2 separate regions of the Rattus norvegicus genome follow, and region 2 is linked to region 1. A link is a contact called in public Hi-C data. All regions are on one chromosome and are shown on one strand. Each heading gives the region's core, a stretch centred on a gene start, on an enhancer-like site or on the middle of the called end of the contact. The rest is flanking DNA. Distances are from core to core; before and after follow the strand shown. Region 1 has its middle 27 kb from the start of Il1rl1. Region 2 overlaps Il18rap (interleukin 18 receptor accessory protein).

The links. Hi-C and Micro-C count contacts between places; a contact is called where the count stands out from the background.
Region 2: a Hi-C map of the A7r5 cell line shows a contact between it and region 1, with 4 times the contacts expected there. The contact joins two enhancer-like sites. A contact is called at or near these places in 5 of 12 Hi-C or Micro-C datasets (the A7r5 cell line, the Rat2 cell line, hepatocytes and 1 more).

The regions. Positions count from the first base shown.
Region 1 is chr9:50,143,325-50,148,279 of GRCr8, forward strand. No RefSeq gene overlaps it. Among named protein-coding and RNA genes, the nearest start is that of Il1rl1, 27 kb to the right of the region's middle. Within about 2 kb of position 3,082, at least 5 of the 93 cell types and tissues checked have an H3K27ac peak or open chromatin away from gene starts, as enhancers often do. A contact at or near this core is called in the A7r5 cell line, where this site is marked.
Region 2 is chr9:50,277,086-50,282,040 of GRCr8, forward strand. It overlaps Il18rap (interleukin 18 receptor accessory protein), which reads left to right. Exons shown (of 12, transcript NM_184047.2): 6 at 3,321-3,471. Among named protein-coding and RNA genes, the nearest start is that of Il18rap, 16 kb to the left of the region's middle. Within about 2 kb of position 2,261, at least 4 of the 93 cell types and tissues checked have an H3K27ac peak or open chromatin away from gene starts, as enhancers often do. A contact at or near this core is called in the A7r5 cell line, where this site is marked.

The DNA.
Region 1 (4,955 bases), core at 1,832-4,331:
TATACGGAGCACCCTGTGAGTGAGCTGTTTTTCACACTGACATGCGTGGCTGGGTTTACTCATGTTGTGTGTTGCTGTCTATGAACCTGGGGGACTCTCCACACCCAAATTCTTACCTTCTGGTGTTGTCCGGGCCCCTTTTTTCTCTCCCCTTTCTTTATTTTTCTCATTAAGACTTAACCCCTCCCTCGGCAATATAATTAATATCATTCTGAAGAAAATAAAAAAGGAGCCACTTACGAGGAAGAATTGGGGTAATTCTTCAAAAGTCATACGGTTACGGTCAGGTCACGGCAGTATTTGCATTCTCTCCTAACGAATCCCAGAAGCAAGGTAGCATGGAGGTGCAAAGGCTAGACTCCCAGTTTAAGCCAACACTGGCATCAACTACCCATGAGAGCCACAGAAAAGAACAGTTTGTAAACTGTGACAAAGCGTCTGGGGAAAATACACATTTTATTTTGAATTCAATATATCCGTACAAACACAGGACATAAAAAATTAGGGTCTGTGATCTCTGTTCTATTTCGTTTTAGTAACTTTGTTTTAATGAACCGCATTTGCTTTTGTTACTTGTAACCTTGCAGTTTACCCGTCAACCTTGTTTCCAGTGACTATAATTTTCTGCTCATGTAAAAAATGACATCAAGAGGAAAAGAAAACAGTTCATGGACAAAAGAGCCCTGAGGAAAAAAAAGTCAGGAGGCTGGGGGGGAAAGTCATACCTTAATTTGCCAGAGTAGAGCAAAGAAGCCATTTGACATTTCCCCCACGGCACTGTGGCGCCCTCTCGTGGGGATTATGGGAATGCTTCTGCTCCCCCGGGGTTCACGCACGGGAGTAAGTGGGGGTGGGTGGCTAGGCAGGACACATTGTTTCTAGAAGGTTCTTGAACTTCAGGCTAAAAATGTGTTCTTTCTCTTTAGTCTGGATTATGCGGATAGGTCCCTGCTTCTAGGCTGAATTGCTTCTTAGGCAAGCCATATTGCCTATGTTAGAGCACCCCACCCTCACCATACCTTGTAAGAAAATGTGCTGCTGAGGCCTCGATGAACATATTGCTGTCACAGATGAGGTCCTCTTGATGTAAGACCGTTGGGACCATATCCATTTAAGACTGCTGATTTTGGGGGGTAGGCCTTGAACTATTTAAATACGAATAATGAGATACTTTGGGGCTGGAACCCAAGTCTGATAACGAAATTTTATTTATGTTTGATATGCCACGTACACACAACCTCCAGGTAATTTAGTTTCCATATTCAGTTCATTCTGATTTCAAATCTCATGAGGGCAGGCTGACTTTTCTGTGAGAGGTAATGTTGTGTAAGTGAAAAAAAAATCTTGCCGATTTGAGAGCATTTCAGACTCTTTTTGAAACCCTGGCTCGGCTTGTAACTGTAATAATTATTAGTCCTACTGCATTAGTATGACTTTTATTGCTACATGGTATCTGATGTTTACTGGATAGGTACAATGGGTCAGGCAGGAGCTCCAAACACAACAGCAGCACCTCTGTAGTAGTAGCTCCTGTATAATTTTGGTAGAGGAGCCAAGTGGTGGTCTGGTTGCTCAACCCATGAAGCATGACTGTGGGAAAGCAGCCGAGACTACCTCATCTGTCGCTGTCCTCATCTGTCGCTGTCTTCAGACACACGAGAAGAGGGCATCAGACCTCATTACAGATGGTTGTGAATCACCATGTGGTTGCTGGGATTTGAACTCAGGACCTCTGGAAGAGCAGTCAGTGCTCTTAACCATTGAGCACCCCCTCCCTCTCCCTCTCCCTCTCCTTCTCTCTCCCTCTCTCCCTCTTTCCCTCTCTCCCTCTTTTCCTCTCTCCCTCTTTCCCTCTCTCCCTCTTTCCCTCTCTCCCTCCCTCTCTCTCCAGCCCAATCCTACCCCAGCAGAAGGGCAGCTGGTAGGTTCCAAACCCAACCTTTCCACATTGTACAGGATTGCTCCTTTTGTCCTGCAGGGGGCACCCTCGTTCTTTCCCTTCTGTCTGAATAGAATCTGTTTGGAACTAGTACTGGAAGGCTCTATGCACATTACTGGAGGTAGTGGAGAAACCATTAGTCTCACCAAGCTGTGAATATCATGACCTACAAGATGCCTACTAGAGCCTTAACTACACATGGTGTCAGCCCTGTCTTTCAGATACTCTTAGCTGCTGCCCTGGTACACTGCCAAGGATATCAAATGGGTTTTGGTGACACCTTCATGTCCTTTGACAAATTTGAGTCTGCCCAGAGCTCTGACAGAGGTGGTCCTGGGAGAAATATATCTATGCTTAGGCTGCCATGCTATGTGGTAACCATCTTGGGTCTTGTGCTCCCCAGAGAGAAGCATTCTAGGGGTACAGGTAGAGCACGCAAGTAGTCAAGGGTTATTTTGATCAGCCAAGAAAGTAGAAAGTACACCTTCTAGAATGCAGAGTGCACTGAGCTGTGGCCGTGGCAAGCAGCTACTTCTAGCGCATTAATCCTTTAATGGTAGCAGTGCAGCATTTGGCGCTCCCGCAGTTCTGTGTACCAGAAGTTCCTGCCCCAGCTTCCTGCAGTGGTCTACTCTGATACACCAGTCTGCTCAAGATCCTTTCCATGCTTTTCAGAAACCAGAAAATTTTTTGCCCAGGTATGAGCAATTGCCTAAGTGCATCTGCAGGACTCCAGGCAGCACCCCACGCCCCGCAGGGATGAGCAGTTGCCTATGCTCATGTCCCCCACCAGGCAGCACCCCCTCTTTTGTAGTTTACTGATGTCTGCTTTGGAGGCACAGGATCTGAAACTGGCCAGATGAGCTGACACAGGCAGGGTTACCTACCTAGTTCCTCTTTTTTTCCTGGTACTCAGTTCTAGGAAAATTTATCTTAGAAATCCTTCTTCCTTATTTGCCTGGCTGGGCGAGGAAGAGATACTTTTTTGTTGTTGTTGTCATTTTTGTCTTTTGTTTTTTTTCCCCCCACAAATTGAACACCAGTGAAAACCTTCGATGTCTTCAGATGAGTAAAAGTTGGCCATTGGGCTGCGGAGGTGGTGGTCATTGTTGGGTGTGATTCGTTCTTATGAAATGCCATTGACCTCAGCTAAAACTTCAACATCAGCTCTGCTGAAAATCAGGGACAAGAGGAAACCACACCAATGGCGTCATCTTTTGTCTCCAACCTTCACATCGGGACAGTCAGAAGGTTTGAGGTAGACATGGTATAAGAGTTAGGTGCCTGTGTCCACTGTTCCTCTCAGCACCACCTCAGGAGATACAGGACTGGGAAAGGGCCCCCCCCCCTGAAGTTTATTGTATATGCCCCCCCCCAAGAGATTGCTAAAATGTCACACTAAGTTGGGCCACTATAAGTGCAGTTGATTTAAATTACAAAATGGCTCAGAAGCAACTTTTATAAAACATTTATTCATGAGTCTGGTTGCTGGGAACCAAACCTGTGAGAGCATCATATACTCTTAATCACTTCGGCTCCGGAAGCAACTTTTAATGCACCTACTCGATGTAGCTAGCAATTGCTGTCTGTTGTCAGGACAACTAAAGTTGAACCCCTGACAACCTGATTCCCCCTTCTGACGTTTTCTGTGTCTCCAGATCTTCGATATGTCTGGTGAAGTTATATTTTCTTCACTGAGCCCCTTCATGTGTTCAGAAACACTAGCCTTGGGTAGACACGGTTATCCTTGCCTTGAACGAAGCTGAGTGACTAGCAGGTCTCTTCTCTTGGCTGGGGAAAGCCCAGCAAGAGAAAGCACATAAGCAAGAGGTGCAGGACCGCCACTGCACACACTGGCGATTCGTACGGCTCTTCAAGACACAGCAGCATCTCCCAGAGTGAGCCAGGCTGCTTTCAAAATACAAACCAACCACAGCTACTAGTTGAGAAGGGTATTTAATAGTACATGGTCCTTCGTCTGGAAGATAAGCGCCCAGGCAGTGATCACGGAAAATCTTGTACCAGTCAGGTGTGCTTCCCATTCAAACAAACTGATGAGATTGTTTTTCTGTTTTTCAATGTTTTGTGGTTTGGATACATTTGAAGGATACCCCCCCCCCTCATGTGTTGGGGACCTGTGTCCCTTCTTGGCAGTGAGAGGTGGTGGAGCCTTTAGGAGACGGGAACTGGAGGGAGTTAGCAGGTCACTGAAGGACCCATTTAGGAAGAGGTTAGTGTAGTCCTGAAGAGACCCCTGGGCTTTGTGAGAACCAGTAATTGTAAGAGTAACACCATTGAATCTTTGCCATGTTCCTGTTTGCACGACTTGGTCTTTCCACCATTGTTAAAACCATCTACATGTTACAACCTGGAATCTGCTAGGTGGGAGAAATAACCCCAATTTCTTTACAAAGTTGCCCAATCTCAAGTATTTTATCACAGGAATGAAAAACGGCTATTGTGCAAGCCTATCAGACTTGTTACTGTGTAACCATTTCTGTAATGGCAAAATTGTGATTTTTCTGGGTCCATTTGTTTTGTTTGCTCTGGTTGTTAGGAAAAGGAGAAGGTGTGGAAATGGTTTTCTGGGACATGTGAAAAAGTTTCTTTTAACTGGAACTGTGTGCTATAAATATTGGAACATGATAACTCTACTTTTCTGTTTTCCCTCCACACTTTTTCCTATCTCTCTCTCTCTTTTCCCTTTCCCTTTATTGCTCTCTCTCTTTTAATCTTCCTTCCTCTTTCCCCTTCTTCTTCCAGCACTCCTGATCACTCTTTACTTGCTTATGTGTTTCTTTATAGTTTTTTATCATTTGAGAATGAATTAATACATATAATGTATTTTATCAAATATGCTCTTTCCCTCCCAGTTTTCTCTCTATATCTTTACCACTTATCCTTCCAACTTCATGTGTTTTTAAAACAAATACACACACACTGACACATACAAACACACACACAAACACATATTGACATACACTCACATATACACTTTCAAATACACACACACACA
Region 2 (4,955 bases), core at 1,011-3,510, 130 kb after region 1:
AGTTATTTGAAAAGGCACCCACACCTCCTATTATTCATCTCATAACTGTCTTATTGTTAAACAGGGGGATCGTGAATGTATTGTCCAAATTACACCATAGAGTAAAGATCAAATGTATAGCGCCCTGAGTCTCTAATCTAAGTTCTCAGTTATGCAGGAAAATTAGATGACTTTTATATGCTGGTAGTGAGTGCAAGCTGGCTGATATTAACCACCACCTCCTTCCCAGCTGCCCATACACCATCTGTTCAATAATTTACTCAGTATGTTGGCTAGGAACTGATATTGGACCCCTATTTTAAAACGTCTGGTTTATTAATTTCCATTGATTATATTAAAATGAATACAACTATGGGATTGAAAAAATAAGAATGGCATTGTAGGGTGATTGGAGCAAGAGATTGTGCGAGGGTTCTAACTAAGGAAGAATAACATCACAACAGAGAAAGACAAGGAACCGATTCAGTGAAGATGGGCAAGCTGCTTGTTGAGTTAGACGCGGAGTTCTTGCACGGTATAAACCCCACTAGATTGGAAATAAAAACTGTGGGTTGCTCATGCTCATGCCAGTGGGGATGGAGCCCTGCTAGCATGTTTAAACTTTCCCAGTGTGCATTCCTATCCACAGAGCTGGCAATGAAGGGAGGAGACACTTTTATGGAAGAAGAGGAACAATCAAATGCTTTGACGAAGGATGAGTTAAAGAGGCAATCATAACATTTTAGAATCTTTTGGCTCACAATAATTCATGGTGTTTGTCAAGCTGTAGACAATAGAAACTGGCTCAATCATAGAGAGCGAAGATATGATATGCTTAAATCCAGATGTGGCGATGATGATGGTGAACAGCCATTTCAAGCCCATGAAGGAGAACAGACTGAAAATATAAACCCAGGAAGTCCCTTCAGAACAGGTAGGGGATGGCCAGGTAAACAGCACCATTCCTAGAGAACCCTACAATTTTGGGGTGCTCCCTAGTACCGTGCTGCCTGGTAGTAAAGCTTCAGGATAGGACACCACAAAAATCCAGTGATCGCTCTCTCACTAGGAGTGATTTTGTTCTCCTTACATGCACCCCTAAACATCTGGTTTCCACTTGTTCTTCCCAGGACCTCCGACTCTCCACACAGGTTGCACTGTGGATGCTCCCCCTTTGTACTTTCATTTTTTACCTCCCCTCCTCAGAGCGGAACATAGTACTTTGGGCAGACGTCTCTGCGTCTCCTTCCTGCCAGTCTTGCATGTGACTGAAAAGACTGCTGAGCTCCACATCTCTTCACATGTTTCTTTGACATTTCTCTTGAGTTCCATCTCACAACGTCATTTCATGGTACACACTAAGCCGTAGTCACTATCTATAGAACGAGGAACAGGTCTGTTTGGTTAGCCATCTACGCTCCTCAGTGGACCGACTGTGGTCTTTCTTAGTGATGGTGCATTGTGTCACCACTCCACCAGAGTCTTAGGAGATTTACTGCCCACAGTCTATGCTCTGCAGTTTGTAGGCTCTTAGTGGGTTTTCTAAAGCTTTATCTCCGGGATTTTCTTCTTGTTCACTTCTGGAGTGTTCTTGATCTTCACAATCGCCTGATAAATATTTCAGCTGTCTGTCTCTGGCACTTTCCCTGACTTTTCCTCCTGACTTGTAACTACTCTATGACCAGTGTGGTCCTGTCTGTGCCAGCCCGGGAAAAGCTCTTTGTTGGGCCACAGGAACTGTGCCAGACACTTGGAGGTGGGGAAATTCCTGCTTCTACCTGTGAGAAGGCCAGTGGAAGGGAAATCCCTCAAGTAGCAGATGAGACTCTTAGTCAGAAAAAGGTTTAATATTCAGTTCTTCATTTACCAAGCATGCCCGTGTTAGATTTTAACTTAAATTATGAAATACTTTTCTCCTCGTTTGTAAAATAAAAGTGATAAAATCCATGTGAAGCCCAAGCCAGACACTCCTCTGGACAAGTAAGTGATAGGTCATATGGAGAGAAATCAGAGAGTTGGTTCAAGAGAGAGGCAGTCTGAGAGGAATTGTCCTTTAGGTCAGAATCTTACTAAGGGAGTTAGTGAAACTACAGACTACACTCTGCCTCTGAAGAGAAAGCGGTCAGTCTTGTAAGGCAATGCAAGGTGTCCTGTCCTAAAGGTTTCCGAGGGAGGTATGAATACAGCAGGAGGAAGTGGGAATATTGGGCTCTGTGGGAGAGCTAAGAGAGGAGGAAGACTGAAGGTCAGTCATGGCAGCTGCCCTGATGTGTAAGGCCAGTGGCATCTGGGAGCTTTGTCATCTAATGCGAACCACATGGAGTCATACATAAGAGAGAGTTTCGCAACCTCTGTAGAGATCAGGTTCTCCACCGTTTGTTGTCTCTGCTTTCTCCTTTCTTTAGATTATAATCGTAAAAGATCTACTCTTGATGTTCCCAGGAGAGTGGAAGGTCCCGTGTCATAGAAGGCATCACATAGGGAGTTAGTCTGCAGGATTTAGGACAGTGGTGACAAATCTTTTCACAGATATTGACTGAGGCCCCCCACAGTGCCCTAAAATCCCAAGTGATAAGAAGGTGGTCACAATAGTCTTTACTTCCGAGTCCAAGAACACCACAGCCAACTTTAGACACTTTGCTCAAAATGTCCTATCACAGCACTCTCCTGCTTTAAAACCTTCCTTGCTTTGTGCTCTCCTGAACTCACAGGTCCTTAAGGAAGCCGTTTACACAGATCAAACACATTCAGTCCACCTTGGCCTTCTTTCCTGTACCTGAGCTTTACTCTGCATCGTCCTACAGTGATGTTGATTTTTTAATTGGTTCCCCTGTGTTCTTCGCAACTCTCCTCAGACTCAGGGAGGTAGCCCTGTTTTATGGGAGCCGAGAGGTGTGTGCTGCTGCCAGGTGCTCCCTGAGCACTCTGGGATGTGACAGAAGAGCTTGAGACTCAGTGCCTGGAGGCCCACGGCCGACTGTGTGAAGGGACTCACGCTTACTCCCTACCATGTACCCACGACTCACTTACTTCCCAGGGCCAGTGTCTACTTCTAACAACTGTGGACAGGGATGTTCCCCCATCGCACCCTTACTGTAAAAAGGTGGTGCCTGTGCCTGGAACCACAGATTGCTTCCAGAGAGCATAACTGTCATGGGAAGGCGGGGCGTGTAAAGGAGCCAGAGCCCAGAATGAGACCAGATTAGTCTGTGAGGAGCTACCGAAGGATTCTAAGAGACAGCTTCTTGCTTGACCGAAGTTCAGTCTCTGAAGCTTTTCTATGGGCAAAATGAATATCAATAAGAACTCTGGGGTGTTTAATTTCTTATCTTTTGGATTAGGATGGAAGACTGCTGCCCGAGTATAAGAAAAATCCAATTGAGATGGAGGATATTTATGATTTTCACCAAGGCTTGTACGTGTGCGATTACACTCAGTCAGATAATGTGAGTTCCTGGACCGTCCGAGCTGTGGTTCAAGTGAGAACCATCGGTAAGTGACTTTTTCTGAACTCTTGTGGACCGGTGAAAATCATCTTTATTTGGTTAAGTGATTATTTTTCTTTAGATTAAGAAAAGAGATAGTCACACACTGGCAACCATTAAAGGGTTGCATGTTGGCAAACCCAGTGTCTCCATCAACGAAGTCTTATTACACAGAGGGGCTCAGCTCTGGGTCATGTTCATCTTGTCTTAAAGTGGGATATCTGTTCCTTTCTTTCTGGTTTATTTTTGCAAGAAATTTAAATATGCATTGGATAGTTTCTACTTGTGTATTTTATTTTTTAAGAAAAGGAACATCACTGCTATGGCTTGAGATCTGTTTCCCACGAGGCACTGAAAGATTATAGTCTAGATCAGTGGTTCTCAGCCTCTTTGATATAGTTCCCTTGTGTTGTGGTGAGCCCCAACCATACAATTATTTTATTGCTATTTCATAACTGTAATTTTGCTACTGTTATGAATTGTGATGTAAATACCCATGTTCTCTGATAGTCTTAGGTGACCCCTATGAACCCTAAAGGGGGTCTTGATTCACAGGTTGAGAACCCCTGGTCTAGATTAAATTTATGCTTTTTCTATGCATGCATACATTTATTGATAAAACACAACACTGCCTTTTGCATCTTAAACACACACTATCTTATTAAGGTGATGGTTTCGAGTTGGCACCCCTTATTCATGATGAACAAAATTTAAATATTCCTAAATAATATTGGGGGCCACGAGACTCTTTTGATTGGTATCAAGTTGTGCTTTTACTTTCTCTCCCCTAATTTATTCCTCTTTGACTAACAATAAAATCAAATCTCTCTCTCTCTCTCTCTCTCTCTCTCTCTCTATATATATATATATATATATATATATATATATATATATATGAGCACTGCTTCTGCTTCTGACACCAGAGTGAACGGCACCAAACACTCTTCTCTTCCTAATGGAATGAACATGGGTACTCACTCTGCTTTGCCCAGGGCTCTGACTTGGATGTATATCACCTATGTTGGGCCTGATGGACTGTGATGGTTTGTATATGCTCATGCTCAGGAGTCATGAGAAAACACCATACAGAGGAGGGAGAGAAGACCAGTGAACAGGGATCATTGGGTGTGGCTTAGGGTCTGCCCAAAGGTCCCACTTCACACTTGAAGCTGGTTTCAAGTTGTTAGTTCACCTCTCTCTCTCTCTCTCTCTGTCTCTCTCTCTGTCTCTCTCTCTCTCTCTCTCTCTCTCTCTCTCTCTCTCTCTGTGTAGGTTTTTGTTTGTTCATTCGTTTCCTTATTTGAGCAAAGGTCTCTCTGTGTATGCCAGCATAGAATCTTTAACACATAGTCTAAGTTAGCCACAAACGCATAATCTCTCGCCTCAGCCTCCTCAGTGCTGGGATCATTAGACCTGTGTGACCACTTCTGACAAGTTTGGTGTTTTACTCAAGGGACAAGAGAGGAGCACTTTATATTGTAATGCATGAAC